Linked DNA regions of Mus musculus: all the other regions are linked to region 1. The links are chromatin contacts, called in public Hi-C, HiCAR-type, HiChIP or PLAC-seq and promoter capture Hi-C maps. All regions are on one chromosome and are shown on one strand. Each heading gives the region's core, a stretch centred on a gene start, on an enhancer-like site or on the middle of the called end of the contact. The rest is flanking DNA. Distances are from core to core; before and after follow the strand shown.

Region 1 (2,739 bases), core at 205-2,704:
GCTAGCAGAAGAGAGTGGCAGAGATATGTCCATGTCTCATCTGGAGGAACCAAACCTGTCTATAGCCATTCATCACTATCTGGTAAGTCTCTGATCCCTCCATCTCTTGGGGCTCATGCCAGAGGTCAGCGCTTCTGTTTAGGTACAGGCCTGAACAGCCTGGACTGCTCTTGGATGGGTGGATGGATGGATGGGGGGTCCCCAAAGGCCAAGTCAGGTTCCCCTGCTCTATGCTGTGTGTTCCCTGGCAGCTCACCTCCCTTAAGTACCAATTTCTTTAACTGTGAAATGGGCCAAAACTCTTATTTTTGAACTAATCTGGAAAGGAAATGAAGGCACCATTAAGGAGCTTCAGGAAGCTATTAATAAACTAGAGGGCTGGGTTCAAAAGCCTGGGGATAACCGACATGGTAAAGAACCCCACTGGAAACCAGGTTCCGAGGTTATGTAACTCACAGGGTTAACCAAACAGGGCCAGAACTGGAACTGAGGTCAAGCTCCACTACCTTCCAGTCTCCCCACTGGCCTAAGGTCAAGCTCCACTACCCCCTAGTTTCCCCACTACCCTGATTCTGGATGCGCGGATCCAGCTCTCCACCGGCATCATCCTTCCAGACCGCTTCGACAAACCCTCCTGCAAAGTGGGTGGGGCCAATGACAAAAGCCCAAGAGGCCGGTTCCAAATCTGTATCCCACCTGCAATTCCCTGAGCTACAGTGAGCCTAAGGTGGCTCGTGTGTCAAACTGGTCCTCGGCCACTATCCGACAGGCGGCAGCTGCAGGAATTCCGAAAAGCGCGTCAGGTCCCAGCACACATCCCCGCGCCCAGTCCCGTGCTCACCGGGGGTCCGGCTTCCGTCGCTGAGCGGGTGCCAAGGGTCGCGATCGGTGGCCACGAGCAGGCAGTCGGGGTCGCGCAGGTGCGCGCACGCCTCGGTCAACCTGGAGAAGGAAAACTGCTCGTCGTAGCCTACGAGCACGGCGCGCACGCGCGGGTCCTCGCCGGGGTCCCCCGCCAGGCGCAGCCCCGCGGCGCGCAGCTCAGCGCGCAGCCCCTCGCCTCCCAGCACGAACACTGCGCCCGATGCGTCGGGCGGCCCGGACAGCCGCTGGCGCAGGAGGCGCGCGGCACACAGCGCGGAGCTGAAGAGCTGCTCGGCGCGCAGCCCCGCGAAGCCCAGGCGGGCGAAGCGCAGCGCCAGCTCGGGCCGCGCGCGCCGGCTGTTGTTGCTCACGAACAGCGTGTTCTTGCCGGCCCGCGCCAGCCGCTGCAGCAGCTCAGGGGCGCCCGGCACGATGCGTTCGCCGTTCCACAGCACTCCGTCGCAGTCGAACAGGACTCCCTGCGCCTGGCCCAGCACGTCGCGCAGGGCCGCGCCGCGCAGCCGCTCGCAGCGCGCCATGCAGCCGGCTGGCCGCTCGCACGCGCGCGCTGCGCTCCCTCCGTGGACAAGGGGCAGCTTCACCAATTGGCGCGCAGAACGGGGAGGAGGCGGGGCTACGAACACAGGCTTCAGCCAATAGCGACTAGAATTTAGTCGAAGGTGCTGGCCGATCCCGAAGGAGCTCGGAGAAAGGGGCGGGACCGCGGGCGCCACTAGAAGGAGGCGACCAATGAAGAGACAGCCTGGTCTGCAGCGAATCGCCGTGCGCTTCCCAGCCAATTAAAAACGTAGGCCAGATGGTTGCTAGGAGAAAAACAGAGGCTGAGAGAGATGTTGTCTTCGGGCCACATCTTGTTGCCCTCGGAACCATTGAGGCTCATTAGAAACATGTGGATGTGATGGAGCCAGGGCTCCATCACCCGTGACTTCGCAAGCTGGCCTGGGCTCTTAGACCTGGTCAGTGATCCTTCTGGTCATCTGACTGTGCTGTGGAGTCTCCTGGGGAACTTGTTTTTTTTTTTTGTTGTTGTTGTTGTATAATTTCCGTTTAGTAAGATGTATACTTTATAGTTCGATGGCTTTAGATAAATGATTTTTAAAACACAGGTACAGGTCAGTGGAATGGTTCAGCAGATGATGGCAGTTTGCTGTCAAGGCTGAGGACCCGAGTTCCTTCTTCAGAAACCTCACGGTGGAGAGAACATACTCCTTCCAGTTGTTTTCTGACCTCCACACACACATCCACACAGATGAATGTTAAAACGTTCTAGCCGGGCGATGCGAACACATACATTTAATCCCAGCACTCAGAATCAGAGGTAGGAAGAGCTCTGATTTCCAAGCCAGCCTAGTCTACAGAGCAAGTACTAGGACCAAGGGTATTCAGAGAACCCTGTCTCAAAAAACAAAAAAACAAAACAAAAAAAAAACCCAATAAATAAATAAATAGATAATCAAACACATGGCTGTAAGACAGGAACCCAGAGATCTGATTTCATGTTTTATGTGTGTGGGGGCACTAGGCACTATTTTGATGGCCAGGCCCAATTGGTAACCCATTTTATTGATGGGGTGATCCCAACTGCCTAGGTCTCCATTTTGTAGACGGAAACCTTTTAATCTGTCAAGCCTTTGAATAACCAGTAATTCAAAGTATGGGGACCAGGGATGAACAGGGATCTGTACTGTCACAATATTTTGGTTCTAAGCAGAACTGTAGCTGTCTAACCCAGAGCAACTGAAGGGAAGAGACCGAAGAAAAACCGTGCCTTTGAGGCCCAACTATTTTCTGTTCTTTGTGCCTTTTGTAATGGGTTTCTTAGCCTAGAAGACCATAGACAGCATGCCCCTGCCT
Region 2 (2,700 bases), core at 63-2,562, 2.7 Mb before region 1:
TAGAAGGCATTTGAAACTCTTTCTTCCCTCTTCTGTATATGTACATCCAAATGATCTCAACTCAGAAACAAATTTAAGACTGCCAGGCCCTCTTGCTGCTGCCTAGACCACTGCTCCTTGCAATGTATCCAATAAACCTGTTTTCTTCCTTAAAGGAAAACAGGGAAAAGAAAAAAAGACTGAGAAAATTGAGACCCAGGCTATCCCAAGGAGGCTTTGAGTCAGATGACTAATTGTATGGTGGTATGGACCACAGCCGTGAGTTGAGCTCTGATTGAAATCAGCTACTGATCCTGGGGCAAGTCACTTAAGGTCTGTGGGACAATTTTCTCATCCACGACAGCTGTTGGCTCACAGAATGTGAGGTAGCGATGAAATGCTACATAAAAACGTACCTAGCTTGTAATAGGAAAAAACGTGCCTAGCTTGTTGGGCAAGACAGAGGTAAAGAGAATGACGCTTTGGGCCAAGGTTCAAATACGATCTCTAGTGCTTCCTAGCTGTACGATGCACAGCGAGTCAAATGCACTGCCTCGGTTTCCACCAAATAAAGACAACACCACTATTTAATAATATTTTGGGAAGGGATGATAAACGTAAAACACTCAACAGTGCTCAATAAAGCTTAGCAATTATTACCGCTAGGAAACGGCAAGAGACTTCAAATGCAAGGTGCGGTGGGTCACCGGCTGCGGTACCACGGAAAAAGCGTAACGCAGTTTTGGAAACTGACGTACTTGGTGACAACCTCTTGCACTTTGCAGCTGTGTCGACCCAGAGGGCTGTTTTAATCCCTCCCTAAAGAAGATGGCTGTGAGCGTACGGGGAGACCAGCACGTGAACGCTCCCAGCGTGGAGTAGGAATCAACTCCGATCTTCCTCCCTTCACTTCCCGCGTGGAAGGGACAGGCCGCACGATCCTAAAGCTCAGAACCATGAAACCAAGACAAAGTTCAGAGCCCAGTTTCCCTGCCCCTGGCTAGGGAGGCGTTGCCATCCTTCCTTCGTCACCAGACCAAAAGGAACCTCGGGGGCCTCTGGCCGAGGCTAAGCTCCGTACCTCAGTTTACCAATCCTGCAACTGTCCACCACTAAGACATCGCTAAAACGGCGCGTCCGCCGAGCGAGGCGTTTGGGGCTCCCCTTCCCGCTTGGGCTGAGCCCTTTCCCTCTTACCTCAGTGCCCCGCGGTTTCTCCATGATACCAAATTCAATTCCCTCAACCGTCACCAGGTGCAGGAAGCCATATTGCCCTCGCCGCTCTCCGAGAGTGTGCTCATTGGCTGCTGCGCCCGAGCTGCGGGCCAATCATGCCGCAGGAAATAGGAAGCCGGTTCCGCGCTCGCCCGCGCCCCGCCTCCATTAAGGAGGGGCTGGGTAGCCGTGAGGATTAGGGGAGTTGTAGTTTTCTCCTGGGTGCACGAAAAGGGTCGTTGCCTTAGTAATGCGAAATCTCCTGAAGGGTACTTCTAGGGTTTTGTTGTTGTTTTTTCAGAGACAGGGTTTCTCTGTATAGTCCTGGCTGTCCTAGAACTCACTCTGTAGACCAGGCTGGCCTCGAACTCAGAAATCCGCCTGCCTCTGCCTCCCAAGTGCTGGGATTAAAGGCATGCGCCACCACGCCCGGCGGGTTTTTTTGTTTTTTGTTTTTGTCCTTTCTTAGTCAAATTTCAAACCATCTGAGCACAAGGGATTGGACGTGCCAGCCCCCCCCCCACACACACAAAAATTCGCACTCTCCCCAGGGGCCCCAGACAAAAATTCACACTCTCCCCAGGTAGGAAGTAAAGGTGCTCTTGGACAGGAATGCCTAGCAGAAATGCCTAATCCCTCTTTCAATTCAGACAGGAACAGGAATATTCTTAAACTCTATGTCCGTCTGCTCGCTGGGGCTTATGAGATGGTTTAGTAGGTGAAGGATCTTGTTCCATGAGCCTTTCTACCTGAGTTCAAATCTCTGAGCCACAACATAAACCTGGAAGTCAAAAAGCTACTCACAAAGTTGTCCTGACCTTTGTGTCACGCACATAAAACAAACACACAAGCTAAATAAATAAATGGGGAAAAAAAAGCCTTGGACTGGAGAAATGGTTCAGTGGTTACTGGCCACTTTTCCAGAGGTACCAGGTTTGATTCCCAGAACCCAGAACAACTCACAAAATTCTATAAACCCAGTTATAGTGGATCCTACTTTCTCTTCTGGCCTCTGATGACGCCAAGCACTAACATGGTCCATACATATGCATTCAGCAAAACCCCCATATCCACAAATAAATTATACGGATAGATGTTATAACCTTAAATCTAGGAGAGATGACTCAGCCTGTAAGTGAGTACAGCCAGAGCATGGAAAGCTGAGTTTTGCCCCCCAGTGCATGACAGAGCATGCCTGTGATCCCAGCACTAGGTAAGCAGACACAGAAGGATTCCCATGGCCTGCTGACCAGCCAGCAGCGATACAGTGGATAGCAAGAGATTGAAGAAGACACCTGAAGTCAACGCTTTTGCCAACTGGAGTATACATGTGGATTGAGTCCCCTATAGAACTACTCCTTCCCATCCTGGGTTCTCAGGAATTGTATGGCCTTACAAGCATCTAAAGTTCAGACAGGTCTGGATTAGTTTACTTATCCTACGTGAGGGCTCCCAGACCCACTCCCAGCTCCCTGCCTCTCTGCGTTGCTTTTTATTTTTAAATTT
Region 3 (2,700 bases), core at 1-2,500, 2.0 Mb after region 1:
AACAAAACCCAAAAGTCCCAGCTGTCTTTTCACTTAAAATATGTTCTTACATCCTCATCACCAGTGCGGCTGGGTTCTGGTACCAGCTTCAGCACCCCACAGTACCAGGGTTCAGTCCTGCAGTTTGCGCTCACACTTTCTCTCCAGCTCTGCCATCTCCTTAAGGACCAACGCCACGCTGTAGCGCAGCTCCTGGAATTTGGCTATGGGCACCTCGAAGCGGTGTGCCGATCCATCTGTGAGCTTCAGCTGCATGAGAACACTCGGTTGCAGGGAGCGGGACTGAGCACTGGTTGAGATGGCCACATCCACCCGCCACCGGAAATTCGACACACGAGGCAGCGAGGATCCCTGCTGCTGGGCTACAGAGTCGAGAAGAGGGCGTTGACTCCCAAATGCCAAACTGGCCAGATCTCCAATCATATCTTGGGGAATGCCAAGTTCCTGGAGTTCGTCCTGGAAGGCATCTGGTTTCAGACTGGCAGGGGGCAGCCGGAGAGCCTGCTGGAGCAGGGTGTGTGTGCCCGCCAGCAGGACGGCCAGACGCTCCTCTGACAGGTTGGCGCTGGCACCAAGGTGCTGCACGGCCTCTCTGCAGTCTTTCCCATGGAGGGCCCCGACTACGAGTTTCAACAACTTTCTGAAGGTGCTCCTGTCTAAGTCCTTCAAGAGCTGGGCCACTGCCGTCACTTCTGCAGAGGGCTGGGAACCCAGGAAACTGACCCGGCCGCTGTGACTGTCAGTTGGATGGTGTAAGTATGGAGCCGCAGCCCCCAACGCAGACATCCTTCCTTTCCCTTTCTTGACCAGGCCGGAGAGAAGGTACTAACCACAGTAGCCTGGAGAGGTGAAGGAGAGACAAGTGACTTCCTACTCGGGAGCTTCATGTACTAAAAACTGGGGGTGGATGAGGGGCTCCCACCCGCCTGTCTACCAAGGATAGATAGCAAATAGGATGCATGCTTTGGAGGTGGCCCTGAGACCTTGCGGCAAAGGAGCCCGCCTGAGTCTAGCAGAAGGGAGGCGTCCCGGAGATTTAACAGTTGGCAGGGAAAAGAACCAAGAAACTGAAGCGCGCACCAAAATCCTACATAAATAGGGAACGAGGACCCCCCCAAACCCTGAATCCTCATCATAGCTCTGGAAGACCTAAATCACACATTACAAATACAAACTAAGCCTTGAACGCCCTCTGCACCTGGAGGAAGCTATCCGCAGGAGCTGGCTGTGGCTGGCAGCAGCTGAAACTTGGCCGAGTCTCAGGAAGTGCCACTTAGACACTTCCGGGCCGCTCTAGGAAAGCGCGACCGTGGCTCTCTGTGGTCCCGGGAGCCGAGCGCATGCGCCGCCCGGTCGCTTGCCTTCTAACAGTGTTTTGGGAAGCGAGAGGAAAGTTCAGTTAGCTTCCGTGTGGGATGCATGGATTCTGCTGGCCTGTGCAGCCCCATGTGAAGAACAGACGTAAGAATTATTGTGGTTGATGCCAACGAATTGCATATTTTAAAATACTTAGATGGTCTAGGCGGCGGCCCACGTCTTTTAATCCGAGCACTAGGAGGCAGAAACAGTTCAAGGTCAGTCGGGTCTACACAGAGTTCCAGCACAGGCAGCGCTACATACCCTGTCTCAAACAAACAAACAAACAAACCCAAACAATTTCAATAAACCAAACAGAATTCCCCGCAGAAGTGGGGGGGGGGGGTAAATTTGTGTGGTATATGCATTATAGCCCCAAGAAGCTTTTGGGGTAGGTGATTAATTTTGCCGGCAAAGTCTGGACGTTTTATCAAGGATGGTATGAATGGCTAATGACCCAGCCCTGGTGATATAAGCGAGTGATCGGAAGAGCCTGGGACAGGATGATCGCAAACCCAAGGCAGGGCTAATCTGGGCTCCAGAGTGAGTTCAAGGTCAACCTGAAGAACTTGGTGTGTTGCTTCATCAGAGATTGGAGGAAGTTGGGCGTTATGGTGTACACCTTTAATTCCAACACTTGGGAGGCAGAGGCAAAGAGATCTCTGTGAGTTCTAGGCCAGTCAGGGCTACACAGAGATTCCATCTTAAATAAATAACACACACAGACACACACACACACACACACACACTTCCTAAGCAGCCAAAATTAATTTCGTGATATAGCAGAAATATAATGGTTCCAGAAGCTCTAAGTGTTGATAGGACCATGTTCTTGAGCCCCTTGCAACATTAGCTTGCAGCCAAACATCCTTGACATTCCTTAGCTTGGATATATCACTCTAATCTCTGTCTCCAGACAGACTGCTTCTGCTCCTGAATGCTGGAATTAAAGGCATGTGCCATGCCACCACTTCCTGGCTCACTGCCTCCATCTTTAGGTGGGATTTCGACTTTCCTGTAAGCATTCTCATGACTTCACTTACCAGGACCATTGTTCCAAATAGTGTCTCATTTACTCTCAGGTTCCGGAGATCTTAGGACTCCAGGATATCTTTTGAAGAACAAAATTCAACCTATATCTAATATATGTTCATAAAAGCCTTTTGTTTGGGGATCTTTTTTTTTTTTTAGCGAAGGGGATGTGCATTTCTGTGTGTGCTCACGTGTGTGTGGGTACACATGTATGTGTAAATGCATGTGCATATGTGTGCATGTGGAGACAGAGGTCACCATGGCTGGTGGCATTTTGTTTGTTTGTTTGTTTTTCCGAGACAGGGTTTCTGT
Region 4 (2,744 bases), core at 80-2,579, 2.2 Mb after region 1:
TGGACCCTGGGACACTGTGATCAGGGAGAAGCAGTCCCGATGAGGAGCCTTGAATGTCAGTTCAAGGAGCCAGGCTTTAACTGGAACCAAGGAAGGACCAGTGGAAAGGGAGACCTCAGACTTGCAGGAGAGAATGTCTTCTTTAGTGAATAGGTCTGAGGCCATAGGGATATTTGACAGGTGAGACACAGGAACTCTCAGCTAGAGCTCTGAGGACGAAAAGCAGAGGGGCAGGAGGTGATAGGATTGGGGGTGGGGAGGGGAGACAGATGAGAGCTAAAAGAAGAATCTGAGATAAGATCACAACCCAGCCAGGGGCAGAACTGTCAGAGGAAGTGAAGTCCCACTGTGCTCATCCTCCTTGTGTGTCCCCATTCCCTCCTCCACTCATGACTGTACCTTCCTTGGCACCTGCCAGGGTCTCTGTCCTGTTGATGGTACAATGGGGAGGGGCTTCACAGGAAAAGGTGAATTCTCAAAAGCTTTTAGTGCTCATGAAGGTCTTGGATTGTTGGCTCTGACACCAACCTCTGCCATCAGCGCTCTAATCAGACCCTCAATGCAAAGCTGCCCATTGTAGTAGCCAGGAGAACTTAGAACATAGATGGTGACTGAGCCCAAGAATAGAGCCACCAATTAGATGGCCATGCCTATATGGGCACCTACAACATACTCATGGGAAGATCACTTAAGTCTCTGTATCCTCCTCTTGTTCCTGAGGACAGACTCTATTCCCTTTTTGGTCCAGAAGGTCTGTCAATCTGTATCCCCACCCCCATCAAGTCCTGAGCAGACTCCCCACCTAAGGCTTGACTTTTTTGTTTGTTATTGTTTTTTCTTTTTTCTTTTTTTTTTTTTTTTTGTTTGTTTTTTTGAGACAGGGCTTCTCTGTATAGCCCTGGCTGTCCTGGAACTCACTTTGTAGACCAGGCTGGCCTCAAACTTAGAAATCCGCCTGCCTCTGCCTCCCTAGTGCTGGGATTAAAGGCGTGCGCCACCACTGCCCGGCAGGCTTGACTTCTTTTGGCTGCTTTGTCTTAACCCCTGGGAATTCCCCATCTCTCTCAGGGTAGTTTTGCTGGAGAAGTCACTTCCCGTCTGTTTAATGGGAGCTAGGGACCTAGCCCAGGCAGATAGGGTATTCTGGGGTAGACCTCTTTCAAGGGCTTTTCCTTCTAGGTTTTAGGGTATGCCCAGACACCCAAAGGCAACCTGGGAGTGGAGATTGATTTCGGGGGCCACCAAAAGTCCCTACTGGAATCTTTTCTGCCCTTCCCTCCAAGATTAACTGAAACCTGCTAATTGTGGCTGCCCACACACGTTCCCCTCCCCCACAGCCTCTTTCTGTCACCCCTCCCCCTTTCATCAGAATGATAAAGAAAGGGCCTGGCCTGCCTGTCCCAGCATGGCCTCGGGCTGGGACCTGGCCTCAACTTACACTCCGACTACCCCGAGCCCCCAGTTAGCCCTGGCTCCGGCCCAGGGCTACCTCCCTTGTATGGGGCCTCGCGACAACTCTCAGCTGAGGCCTCCAGAGGCAGAGTCTCTTTCGAAGACCCCCAAGAGGAGGAAGAAGAGATACCTACGGCATGACAAGCCCCCCTACACCTACTTGGCCATGATCGCCTTGGTAATTCAGGCCGCACCCTTCCGCAGGCTGAAACTGGCTCAGGTGAGAGAGTCCCTCGTGCTTTGGGGCACAACTATCCCAGGCCTGATCCCCACTTACTGTAGGCTCACGCTTGGCCTTTGCCTAACCCACTTATCCTTGCCTGTGAGAACGGTCCTGAGTCCCTTCTCCCAAAACCCCCAATCCACTCTGCCCTCAGGCACAGACCTCTGTCTCCCGGAGAAGGGATGGATGCCCCGGGGTCGGCTGTAAAAGAGGGAGAGGGTACTACTCCAATCCTCACCTCACGGCGCCAAATACTGCCTGATTTCAGATTATCCGTCAGGTCCAGGCAGTGTTCCCCTTCTTCAGGGACGACTATGAGGGCTGGAAGGACTCCATCCGCCACAACCTTTCCTCTAATCGGTGCTTCCATAAGGTGGGATATTGAATCCCGGGGGCGGCGTGGGCTCGGAACCCCCGAATCTCTGGGTAGAACAGCCACAGCCAAGCCAACCACTCTCTAGGTGCCCAAGGACCCTGCAAAGCCCCAGGCCAAGGGCAACTTCTGGGCGGTGGATGTGAGCCTGATTCCTGCTGAGGCGCTGCGCCTTCAGAACACTGCCCTGTGCCGTCGATGGCAGAACCGGGGCACCCACAGAGCTTTCGCCAAGGACCTGAGCCCCTACGTGCTCCACGGCCAGCCTTATCAGCCACCCAGTCCCCCACCACCACCTAGGGAGGGTTTCAGCATCAAGTCCCTGCTAGGGGACCCTGGGAAAGAATCCACATGGCCCCAGCATCCTGGGCTCCCTGGACAGAGCACTGCAGCTCAGGCAGGCACCTTGTCAAAGGGGGAAGAAGGGATGGGCACTGGACCCTCTAGCTCCTCTGAGACGCCTCTGTGGCCCCTCTGCTCCCTTCCTGGGCCCACAATCATAGAGGGGGAGAGTTCCCAAGGGGAGGTAATCAGGCCTTCTCCCGTCACCCCAGATCAAGGCTCCTGGCCCCTCCACTTACTTGAGGATTCCGCAGATTCCAGGGGAGTGCCCAGGAGGGGGAGCAGAGCCTCCTTGTGGGGACAGCTACCCACTTCTTACTTGCCCATCTATACGCCCAATGTAGTAATGCCCTT
Region 5 (2,703 bases), core at 157-2,656, 2.4 Mb after region 1:
CCCATGGGATAATCACAAAGACCGTCTCGTGAAAAGTGAAGTTCCGTGCTTTCTAGTCTTCTCTTTATTCCCAAAACACCCTTTAGGCAGAGCAGAGTTTAAACAAACAGGCAACTGAGAGCCAGAAGCCTTGGCCTCCATCTGCCACCCAGGCCTTTTCTCCATTCTTGCCAGCTTAAGAAACTTGTGCGAGGGGGCAGTGCTCCGCAGAGACCGAGAGACCCGCCAGATTTGGCTTGCAGAAGGTCAAGGTGGTGGCACCTAGCCGCCTCCATCCCTCCAAAGGTTCCCATTGAATCAGGGTGGCCTGTCTTCAGGCCACCACCATCGGCTAGCTCTGCGCGCTCTGGCCCTCAGAATCCACATGTGAACAGCAGATTCTACTTTCCAACTTAACACAAACACGGAACGACCTCTGCAAGCCAGCCAGAGATGCAGGGCCAGCAGGGTGTGCGGTGTACACAGTCCGCTGCCAGGCAACAGAACAGGGTTCGACACGGCCCTTGGAGGGCCGGGCAAAACTGCTCTGGCGTCTGGAGACTATCGGGGCTGAGCTTAGGCTCCACATCCTCCTATTCTCGCTCTTCTCTCATGCATTCCTTAGGCCTTCCACTTATTCTGAATGATTGCCTAAAAAGCAGAAACGCAGACGGACTCTGGGAACTATTTCTCTGTGAGCAAAGACCCTGTACTGGAAGCCCCGTCCTTATTGTCCGGGTGAAATGTAGGATGATTTGGGGTCTCGGCCTACTCTCCGTGAGTGGCTCTGGGGGCGGGGCGCACTTCCTCCCCAGACAGCGGCGTCCTCCCTCTAGGATGCCAGGATGGCTGAACCCGGGCGAGCCCGACTAACTCGCAGGCCGCTTTCTCCGAAGCAGGTCCCCTCCCGCCACAGGACCCTCCCTCGAAGGCCGCTCCGGCCCATGCCAGCTCCTACCGGGCTCCAGCAGATGAGCGCGTCTGTGTCCGGGTCGCTCACGAGGGTCCACAGCTTGGTTAGGAAGGCCGGGACGTTGCTGGGCCCCGCTGCACCGGGGCCCACGGCCAGATCCATCTCGGACGAAAGCAGGCAGAGGCTGGGGTGGCCTTTTAGAAGAGTGGCTGAAGGCTGAGCTAGTGTCGTCGCTGCCCCTGCCGTCCGGGCCGCTCCGCCGCCCGCTGCGCACACACAGCAAGGCCTCGCATGGCCGCAGCCATCTTGCGACCGGCGCGCTCTCGCTAGGGCCAGACCTGTAGCCTCTGTGCGCAGGCGCCGTGATCTCCCCTGCCTACTTTGCCGGCCCAGCCCTTGCGCCGCACCCTACGCCTGCGCAAGATGGCTTCACCCGGGCTGCTCACCAATCAGAGCCTGGTAGGGCGGAGCCTGGCTGGGGGCACACGAGGCGCTCCCGCTGCCGGAAGCGGCAGTAGATCGGTAGCCGGCGCGGCGCAGCATGGCGGGGGCGTGTGGTAAGCCCCACATGTCACCGGCATCGCTGCCGGGGAAACGACGTTTGGAACCTGATCAGGAGCTGCAGATACAAGAGGTAACTTCCAAGTAGCGGACAGCATCCCTCTGGGAACCATGCAGGCACTTGGCAAGACCAGGGAGGCCGGGCCGTGGCGCAGCGTGTAGTGTCGTGTGGGTCGCCTAGAGCCTGATCGTCCAGTCTGGGCTGTTATTTTGGAACTCTCAGCAGAACATTACTTGCGCCGAGGGGCGCTGGAACCCGGGGGATAGTTCTGTGGCTTGAACCGTGTTAAGGGAGAGACCTTTAAGAGTCCCCTCACCATAGTCTCTGGACCTTCCATCTGTGCTTCCTGTCCTGGGAAAGGTTGTAATTGCGCTCGTGCTGTGCTACCAAGCCAGCATGTCAGGTGTGTTGTGAATCAAAAGAGGACTTGAGATTATGGAAGTCTGATTGGAACCCAGGGCATCCAGAACTGGTTGTCATGGAACCATTGCTAGTCCATGTTGCTAAGCTCAGTAGGCTTGCTACATTCATCAAATGTAGGTGGTAGAAGGCATGCACAGCTGACTCCACTGAATTGGATCCTCAAAGTTCTCAACTTTCCTAATGCTGTGGCCCTTTTAATACGGTTCCTCGTGTTGCGGTGATTTCCCAACTACAAAATCATTTTCGCTGCTACTTCATAACTGTAATTTTGCCGGGTGGTGGTGGCACACGCCTTTAATCCCAGCACTTGGGAGGCAGAGGCAGGTGGATTTCTGAGTTCGAGGCCAGTCTGGTCTACAAAGTGAGTGCCAGGACAGCCAGGGCTACACAGAGAAACCCTGTCTCGAAAAAACCAAAAAGAAAACATAACTGTAATTTTGCTACTGTTATGAATCGTAATTATTTGATATGCAGGATAGTCTATGAAAGGGTTGCTCGCCCCAGAGGGATTGTGACCCACTGGTTGAGAACCACTACGTAAGTTGTCCCTTTGTTTTATGAAACGCCCCTAAGCTTTTCCCTCTGTGTAGTTCTAGGCAGTAAGCCTTTAATAGTCAGTTGTTTATGCCCTAACTGCGTGCAGTACTTTTACTTGTTAGTATGACAAGTAGCGTAGTTTTAGAGATGTCAATAATAAGAGAATGTCAGTGTGACATCTATGGAAACTCAGGTGATCACTGTGATGATTGGCAGCGAAGGCCACTCAGGTAGACAAGAACTAGCCAGCGGCATTGGCACCCATCTTTAATCCCAGCACTCAGAAGAC
Region 6 (2,700 bases), core at 195-2,694, 2.3 Mb after region 1:
ACCTATGCAGTGAGCTGGCTGGGAATGAGCAGGAGAGGCAGTGTTAGCTGCACGAGGGCTGGCTGTTCTGCCTTTCCGAGCTCAGGCAGGTCCCTCCTTTGAGGGAGAGATCTAGGGAAGCCAGAACAGCCAGGCCTACACAAAGACTTCTCCCTAGGGGATACAGGGAAAGAAAATCAACCTAGTCTTAGCTCTCAGCTGCCCAGCAATGAAAAGAAATAAGAAAGGCAGTTTGGGTATATGGCATCTTCAGAGCTCCATGTAGGGAATGCTCTCAGGTTGGCTCTCCCAGTTCCCAGTCATAGTTCTTCCATAGGACCAGCAAGGATGCTGCATTGCAAGGATGCTAGCCATAAGAAACATTGACATGTGTATGTTCGGAACAGGTCTGAAGCAGTTGACCCGTGAGCTCAAGGATACTCAGCTAGATTCTTTCTCCACCCTGCCCTACCCTCCAGAATACTAGGGGACAGAGTTCGTTAGGCATTAGGTTCATACTCAGCCACACCCCAGAGGGCTAGGGTCAGGACTGGTGTGAACTTGAGTGGAAGAAGGCCACAGTGCCTCTGGGGCTACCCAAAGCCCTCTTCCAGAAGGCCAAAATGCCTTGTGACCCGGGAATTGTCAGTTCCTGGAGATTCCAACCCCTCCTTCAGCCTGCCACCTGGATAGAGATAAGGCTCAGGGGTCAAAGGCTGGAAGGCTCAATGGGGGAGGGGCACAGCTGGGGGCCCCAGCCCTACCTCCTTCTTCTTATGCTCAGGCTTTAGCGCTCACAACAGGGCCTCAAACTCCTACTGCTCAACTCGAACTCTTCCAAGCCCCAAAAGTTGGCTAGGACCAAAGTCACATCTTTGTTTCCTGTTTGTCTAGGTTGGGGCTTTAGCCATTTCCTGGGGATTTTCCCCGAGGGCTGGGGGTGGGGGAGCATGACGCAGCAAGTACCCTGCAGAAATCTCCCATTGTAGCCCATATTGGACCCAGCGGCCTTAGCTCAGGAGCCAAGAGCAGCACCCCCACCCTCACCCAGGCTACAAGATTTGGAATTTGTCTAAGCTGCTTGGGCTGAGAGGCAGCTGGTGAAGGGTGGAGGGAAGCCTAAGAGCTCTCCTGAAAATGTCAAATAGAACGCCCATGTTTGACTTGATAACATCTACGCGCTCAAACCTTTAATCCCCCTAGCTTCTGGTCCAGTGGCAAGGTAACAGGCGAGGGTGATCTGGGCTCTTCAGGGAACAGAGGAAGCCCTGACTGGCAGTTCAGGGTGTGACAGGTTCAAGCCGCCCACCTAAGGACAGGGACCCACCTTTAGCTCCAGCCCCAGGAGGCACCAGCTCTTTCTCCCCAGGCTTTCGGGGAGGATCTGCCACTGGAATGGCTAACCCAGCAGCCAATCACAGAGCCCTGTAGGAAATATCTGGGAGAGGTCTTGGAGCTAGGGCCAAGGCAAGTTGAACCCAGCTCCAGTCTGGCCCCGGACAGTCCCAGCTGTCTCCAGCTAGCCCAGAAGTCAGCACCTCTACAAGGAACGCTTTTGGGGGCCTGAGGCGTGATGCTCCCAAAGTCGGTCACACAGGGACTTGTGTTGGCTCTGCTGGTGGGCACAGTGGCAGTGGCCCGGCCCAGGAACCTGCTCAGCCTGCTCGCCTTGGGCCAGGGTGCTCTGGATCGCCTGGAACTGGACGGCCTGTTAAATACGCTGGTGGCCCGTGTGCACTGCACCGACGGGCCGTGTGAAAAGGTAACACCCCCACCCGATGGGTCCCCCAGCCCCGGCCCCTTCCTGCCCGCTCCACCCTGTGGCAGGCACTAAAGAGATCTGGGCAAACTCCAGGAGGCGGGTCTGGAGGCTGGTGTCTGCACCTGCTGGCAGGCTGGAGCCTCCCTTCCGTTTCTGGGGGGCTTATACAGGCCTGGGCCTCCATCCTGGGACACACAGCTCCATTCCCCCAGGCTATCAAATTTGTGGTGACTCACAGTGACCACTCTCACCTTCAGGATGGGGGAGTAATTGCTGGGGACCCCTTTGTGTAGGCTCCTAGTCAAGCTAACTACAAGGGGCAGAACATGACATAAGATAGCTGATAGAATCCATGCCTGTAGGCTATGCCTGGTAGGCTTAGTCTAGCTCAGATCCTGTCTGTTTGCCCACAGTGTCTGTCTGTGGAGAATGTCTTGGCTCTAGGCAAACCTGACAAGCCACAGCCTGCCCCAGAATCAGTCCTGGAGTCCAGACACATTATTTACCTTAGTGCTGCTGCTGCCCTCTACCTTAACAACCCAGAGAAAACATGCAAGGACATCCAAGCTGGCCTCTTGGCCTCCCATGTGGACGATTACCTGGCCACACTGGAGAGTCCAGAGGCCATGACCCTGGGTCTGAGCCAGCTACTGCAGAAGATTGAGGCCCATGCTGCCAGCCAACCCACCGGGGAGAAGGTGAGGGCCCAGACAGCTTTTGGGGGATAATGACAAGGACCTTAGTGCCATGGAAGGGAGGCTGCCCCAACAAGGGAGATGTCCCACGTGCAGCCTCATTGGAGGTACTTAGGTGGGAATCAGTCTTGTGCACAGTTGGTAGAACGGGGTCTGCGGGAGTCTGGGGGAACCCTTTGGGGGAAATGACAGTCAGGAGAGCTCTGGGGCCAAGGTCATAGGCCACAGTGAAGGGTGTGACTAGCTGGGGCAGCCTAGGTTTAT
Region 7 (2,770 bases), core at 223-2,722, 2.4 Mb after region 1:
CACAGGTCTCCATAGAACCATCCTTCCTGATGGCTCTGGTCATCCTCTGGTCTCTTCACTCCCATGGCCTCTTGGAGGCTGACAGCTGTAAGGCTGAATGTCAATGAATAGCTGTCTCCAAGGAGGACTTTCATTCTCTTGGATGGTGTGGATTCATCTCTGGCTTTAGTGGCAGCCTAGGCCTCAACCTTCCACTTTTAGTTTTTGGTTTCAAACTGGAAGCTGGTGTAGCCAACGTGCTAGCCCAGGAGAATGTGGAAGCCTCGTATTCACTTAACAGAGGAAGGAGCGGGAAAGGCATGGCAGAGCTCACACGACTTACCTTCACTTCAGGCTCCCAAAGAGACTTTTTCTTTCACTCTGCCTCCTTTTGGGGTCACTATTCACAAAGACCTAGCCCTTGCCTTGCCAAGGACCAGATGAAAGACTGGGCCAGCAACAAAGGAATGCTCGGAGACACTGACCAGGTTGGCTCTGATCCACAAAAGTCCAAGCCTGGGTTCGCTTTTCTCTGCATATGTACAAAGACACCACCGGCAGGGCAGCCCAGATTGCTCATCATGAGATGTGTCGTGAAGAAAGTGTGACCTGAGGGAAGGAGTCAGTGGATACTACAGAAGTGGAGGGAGCTTAATAGGAAGACTAGTAGCATCCTGTAGGAGAGGCTACCAACCTTGTCCTATAGAGGTGCTTCTTAGGCCTGCTATTCCCCAGAAGAGAAAGCCACTATTCTCCTTGGTCCTTTATAGTGTTTCTGAAGGAAATTAGGTGCTTCCTCAGGTCTAGAATGTATGCACGGCGGTGTCTAAATCAGGCACGTTGCTTGTCGGGCCCTCGACAGCACTGTGGGGCGGTAGAGGAAGAGGCCATGGTGACTGGTGAGTTGCTTCTTTTAACTAACTGGGCAGTTGCACACATTTGCTGTAATGCGAAGCTGGGTATTTCTCCAGTTTGATCCTTTGACAGGCTATGTGCTCCAAGGTACATTTAAACTGGTTCCTGCCTAGCAGCTAGGGATCTTTCGGAGAACGATGCTGCCAGAGCAGATAAGTCTGTCGGTTGTGCGCTCAAAAATGGATTTGGAACCGCAAGACGTCAGCGCAGTTTCATAAATGACCTACACTCAAACCGCTGCTGGGGATGACGAAAGGATGTTTTTACATAAGTGGGACAAGAGGCAAGCAAGAGGTCAGAGGAAGTGCGTAGCTGCCAGGGAGCCAGGAGCCGGGGCAGTTCTCCTCCCGCTTGCTCCTCGCAGTGAGACAGCACCTCGGACCTCTTCCACCGAAGTTCACAGCCAAGCTGCACACTAGTTGCTTCTGCCAGCCTGTGACTGCAATTCCCAGAGTGCTATACGTCACCAGCTCCCGGTGCCTTCAACTCCCAGGAGGCTCCGCGCTCTGCTCCCGCGACTCCCAGCGTGCTCCGCGTCTTCGATTAGGCTCCGCCTCCGCTCGGCCTCGGACTACAAATGGACTCTCCAGTTGACGCCACAGCCAGTCAGCTGCTCCGCAGCATCGCAGCCTCAGCGTCGCAGAGGTAGTCGTGCGCTGCGCCGGCTACGGAGGCCGGCAGGGGGCGGCGGCGGAGGCCGTTGCTCAGGGTCCAGAGGCGGGGCCGCGGGCTCCAAGCGCTGAGAGCCGGCGGAGCACGACTGGGCCGCGACGAGGTGCGGGCCGAAGCCATGGGCGACCGCGGAGGCGCGGGAAGCTCTCGGCGTCGGAGGACCGGCTCGCGGGTTTCCGTCCAGGGTGGTAGTGGGCCCAAGGTAGAAGAGGACGAGGTGCGAGACGCGGCTGTGAGCCCCGACTTGGGCGCCGGGGGTGACGCGCCGGCTCCGGCTCCGGCTCCAGCCCATACCCGGGACAAAGACGGGCGGACCAGCGTGGGCGACGGCTACTGGGATCTGAGGTAGCGGAGTGCCTGATCCCCTTACATCTGACCTCTCCAGTGACGCTCCTAGTTCTTAAAAGTTGGCCACAGCTTTGCGAGTTACGCGGCCGGGGCTCCCCTGGGGCTGTACTGGGACACGGGCTTTGGGGAGAGGGTCACTTGCCAAGGTCACCCAGGTGTGGTCGTGTAGCCGACCAGGGAGTCTGGGTAGAGGAGTGGGCAGCAGCCCCCTTTCCATATTGCTTAGGAAAGTAAGCACACCTTGAGGCAGAGTCCCTTGAGGTCCTTTCTGAGGAGTGGGTAGCAGGAAATGTGAGCCCCGGGGGGGTGGGGGGTGGAGATGAATGGGCTTTCTTCAGTGGAAGGAGGCTGATGTTTTCCAGGGAGGGTTATGATGAAGAGTTACCTTTGCAAAAACTACGAGGGGTGTCCTGTGGGTAGAGAAGGCTGCTAGAGGCTCCAGAGGACACACGCCTGTTTGAGGCGATGGGTATGGGCGTTTGCTCGGGGCAGAGGACAGTACAGGAAGCTTTCTAGTACTAACAGGCTGCATGGCTTATTCACCCCTCTTCCAGCAAGTAGGAGGGCCTGAAGGAAGCCCAGCTTATGTTACCAGAATGACTTCGGGCTATAGGGGCAGAGCTGACTACTAAGTGAGACTTTCATCCCGTGGTTGGAGTACCGGAGAGAGGTTTGGTATGAACACACCTATGGGAGAGGCCCTGCTTAGCTGAAGAAATGGAGACTGTCTCCTACAAAGCCGGCCCTGAGACTCTTTTTGGTGATCATCATGGGACCCTTTAGTAGCTCTGGGTTAGGAAGTACCTGAGGGGCTTGGAGGAAGTGGCTATCTAGGGTGGCAAAGTCTGGTTCTCTT

What was found. Promoter capture Hi-C pulls out the DNA fragments that hold promoters and counts their contacts. A called contact is a pair of places that touch in the nucleus more often than the background predicts. HiCAR-type assays count read pairs that join an accessible place to other places. HiChIP or PLAC-seq counts read pairs in DNA pulled down with a chosen protein or histone mark. Capture Hi-C pulls out chosen DNA fragments and counts their contacts.
Region 2: a contact with region 1 is called in a promoter capture Hi-C map of pre-B cells, with 3 times the contacts expected there. The contact joins the promoter of L3mbtl2 here to the promoter of Pdxp in region 1. A contact is called at or near these places in 1 of 39 promoter capture datasets (pre-B cells) and 1 of 9 other capture datasets (macrophages).
Region 3: a promoter capture Hi-C map of adipose tissue shows a contact between it and region 1. The contact joins the promoter of Commd5 here to the promoter of Pdxp in region 1. A contact is called at or near these places in 1 of 39 promoter capture datasets (embryonic stem cells), 1 of 484 Hi-C or Micro-C datasets (B cells), 1 of 115 datasets of contacts at active chromatin or transcription factors (pancreatic cancer cells) and 1 of 9 other capture datasets (adipose tissue).
Region 4: a contact with region 1 is called in an H3K27ac HiChIP or PLAC-seq map of embryonic stem cells, with 9 times the contacts expected there. The contact joins the promoter of Foxh1 here to the promoter of Pdxp in region 1. A contact is called at or near these places in 1 of 39 promoter capture datasets (cranial neural crest) and 2 of 115 datasets of contacts at active chromatin or transcription factors (both in embryonic stem cells).
Region 5: a contact with region 1 is called in a HiCAR-type map of astrocytes, with 2.4 times the contacts expected there. The contact joins the promoter of Bop1 here to the promoter of Pdxp in region 1. A contact is called at or near these places in 3 of 39 promoter capture datasets (cranial neural crest, hippocampal neurons and pre-B cells), 1 of 115 datasets of contacts at active chromatin or transcription factors (astrocytes) and 1 of 9 other capture datasets (embryonic stem cells).
Region 6: a contact with region 1 is called in a Hi-C map of B cells, with 5 read pairs. The contact joins the promoter of Slc39a4 here to the promoter of Pdxp in region 1. A contact is called at or near these places in 2 of 39 promoter capture datasets (cranial neural crest and hippocampal neurons), 1 of 484 Hi-C or Micro-C datasets (B cells) and 1 of 9 other capture datasets (adipose tissue).
Region 7: a promoter capture Hi-C map of adipose tissue shows a contact between it and region 1, with 2.8 times the contacts expected there. The contact joins the promoter of Dgat1 here to the promoter of Pdxp in region 1. A contact is called at or near these places in 1 of 39 promoter capture datasets (cranial neural crest) and 1 of 9 other capture datasets (adipose tissue).

What each region holds. Positions count from the first base shown.
Region 1 is chr15:78,912,634-78,915,372 of GRCm38.p6, reverse strand. It overlaps Pdxp (pyridoxal (pyridoxine, vitamin B6) phosphatase), which reads right to left and starts at 1,454. Exons shown (of 2, transcript NM_020271.3): 1 at 842-1,454. The coding sequence starts at 1,403. Gm30368 (a long non-coding RNA gene) reads left to right here. Exons shown (of 6, transcript XR_003951546.1): 5 at 1-82.
Region 2 is chr15:81,662,501-81,665,200 of GRCm38.p6, reverse strand. It overlaps L3mbtl2 (L3MBTL2 polycomb repressive complex 1 subunit), which reads right to left and starts at 1,312. Exons shown (of 17, transcript NM_145993.5): 1 at 1,177-1,312. The coding sequence starts at 1,200.
Region 3 is chr15:76,898,491-76,901,190 of GRCm38.p6, reverse strand. It overlaps Commd5 (COMM domain containing 5), which reads right to left and starts at 1,250. Exons shown (of 2, transcript NM_025536.2): 1 at 1,199-1,250; 2 at 1-839. The coding sequence starts at 786. The coding sequence ends at 112.
Region 4 is chr15:76,668,533-76,671,276 of GRCm38.p6, reverse strand. It overlaps Foxh1 (forkhead box H1), which reads left to right and starts at 1,329. Exons shown (of 3, transcript NM_007989.4): 1 at 1,329-1,672; 2 at 1,944-2,048; 3 at 2,137-2,744. The coding sequence starts at 1,406.
Region 5 is chr15:76,475,952-76,478,654 of GRCm38.p6, reverse strand. Bop1 (block of proliferation 1) reads left to right here and starts at 1,406. Exons shown (of 16, transcript NM_013481.2): 1 at 1,406-1,526. The coding sequence starts at 1,434. Hsf1 (heat shock factor 1) reads right to left here and starts at 1,293. Exons shown (of 13, transcript NM_001331154.1): 1 at 938-1,293. The coding sequence starts at 1,054.
Region 6 is chr15:76,615,614-76,618,313 of GRCm38.p6, reverse strand. Slc39a4 (solute carrier family 39 (zinc transporter), member 4) reads left to right here and starts at 1,444. Exons shown (of 12, transcript NM_028064.3): 1 at 1,444-1,741; 2 at 2,155-2,439. The coding sequence starts at 1,553.
Region 7 is chr15:76,510,696-76,513,465 of GRCm38.p6, reverse strand. Dgat1 (diacylglycerol O-acyltransferase 1) reads left to right here and starts at 1,472. Exons shown (of 17, transcript NM_010046.3): 1 at 1,472-1,911. The coding sequence starts at 1,685.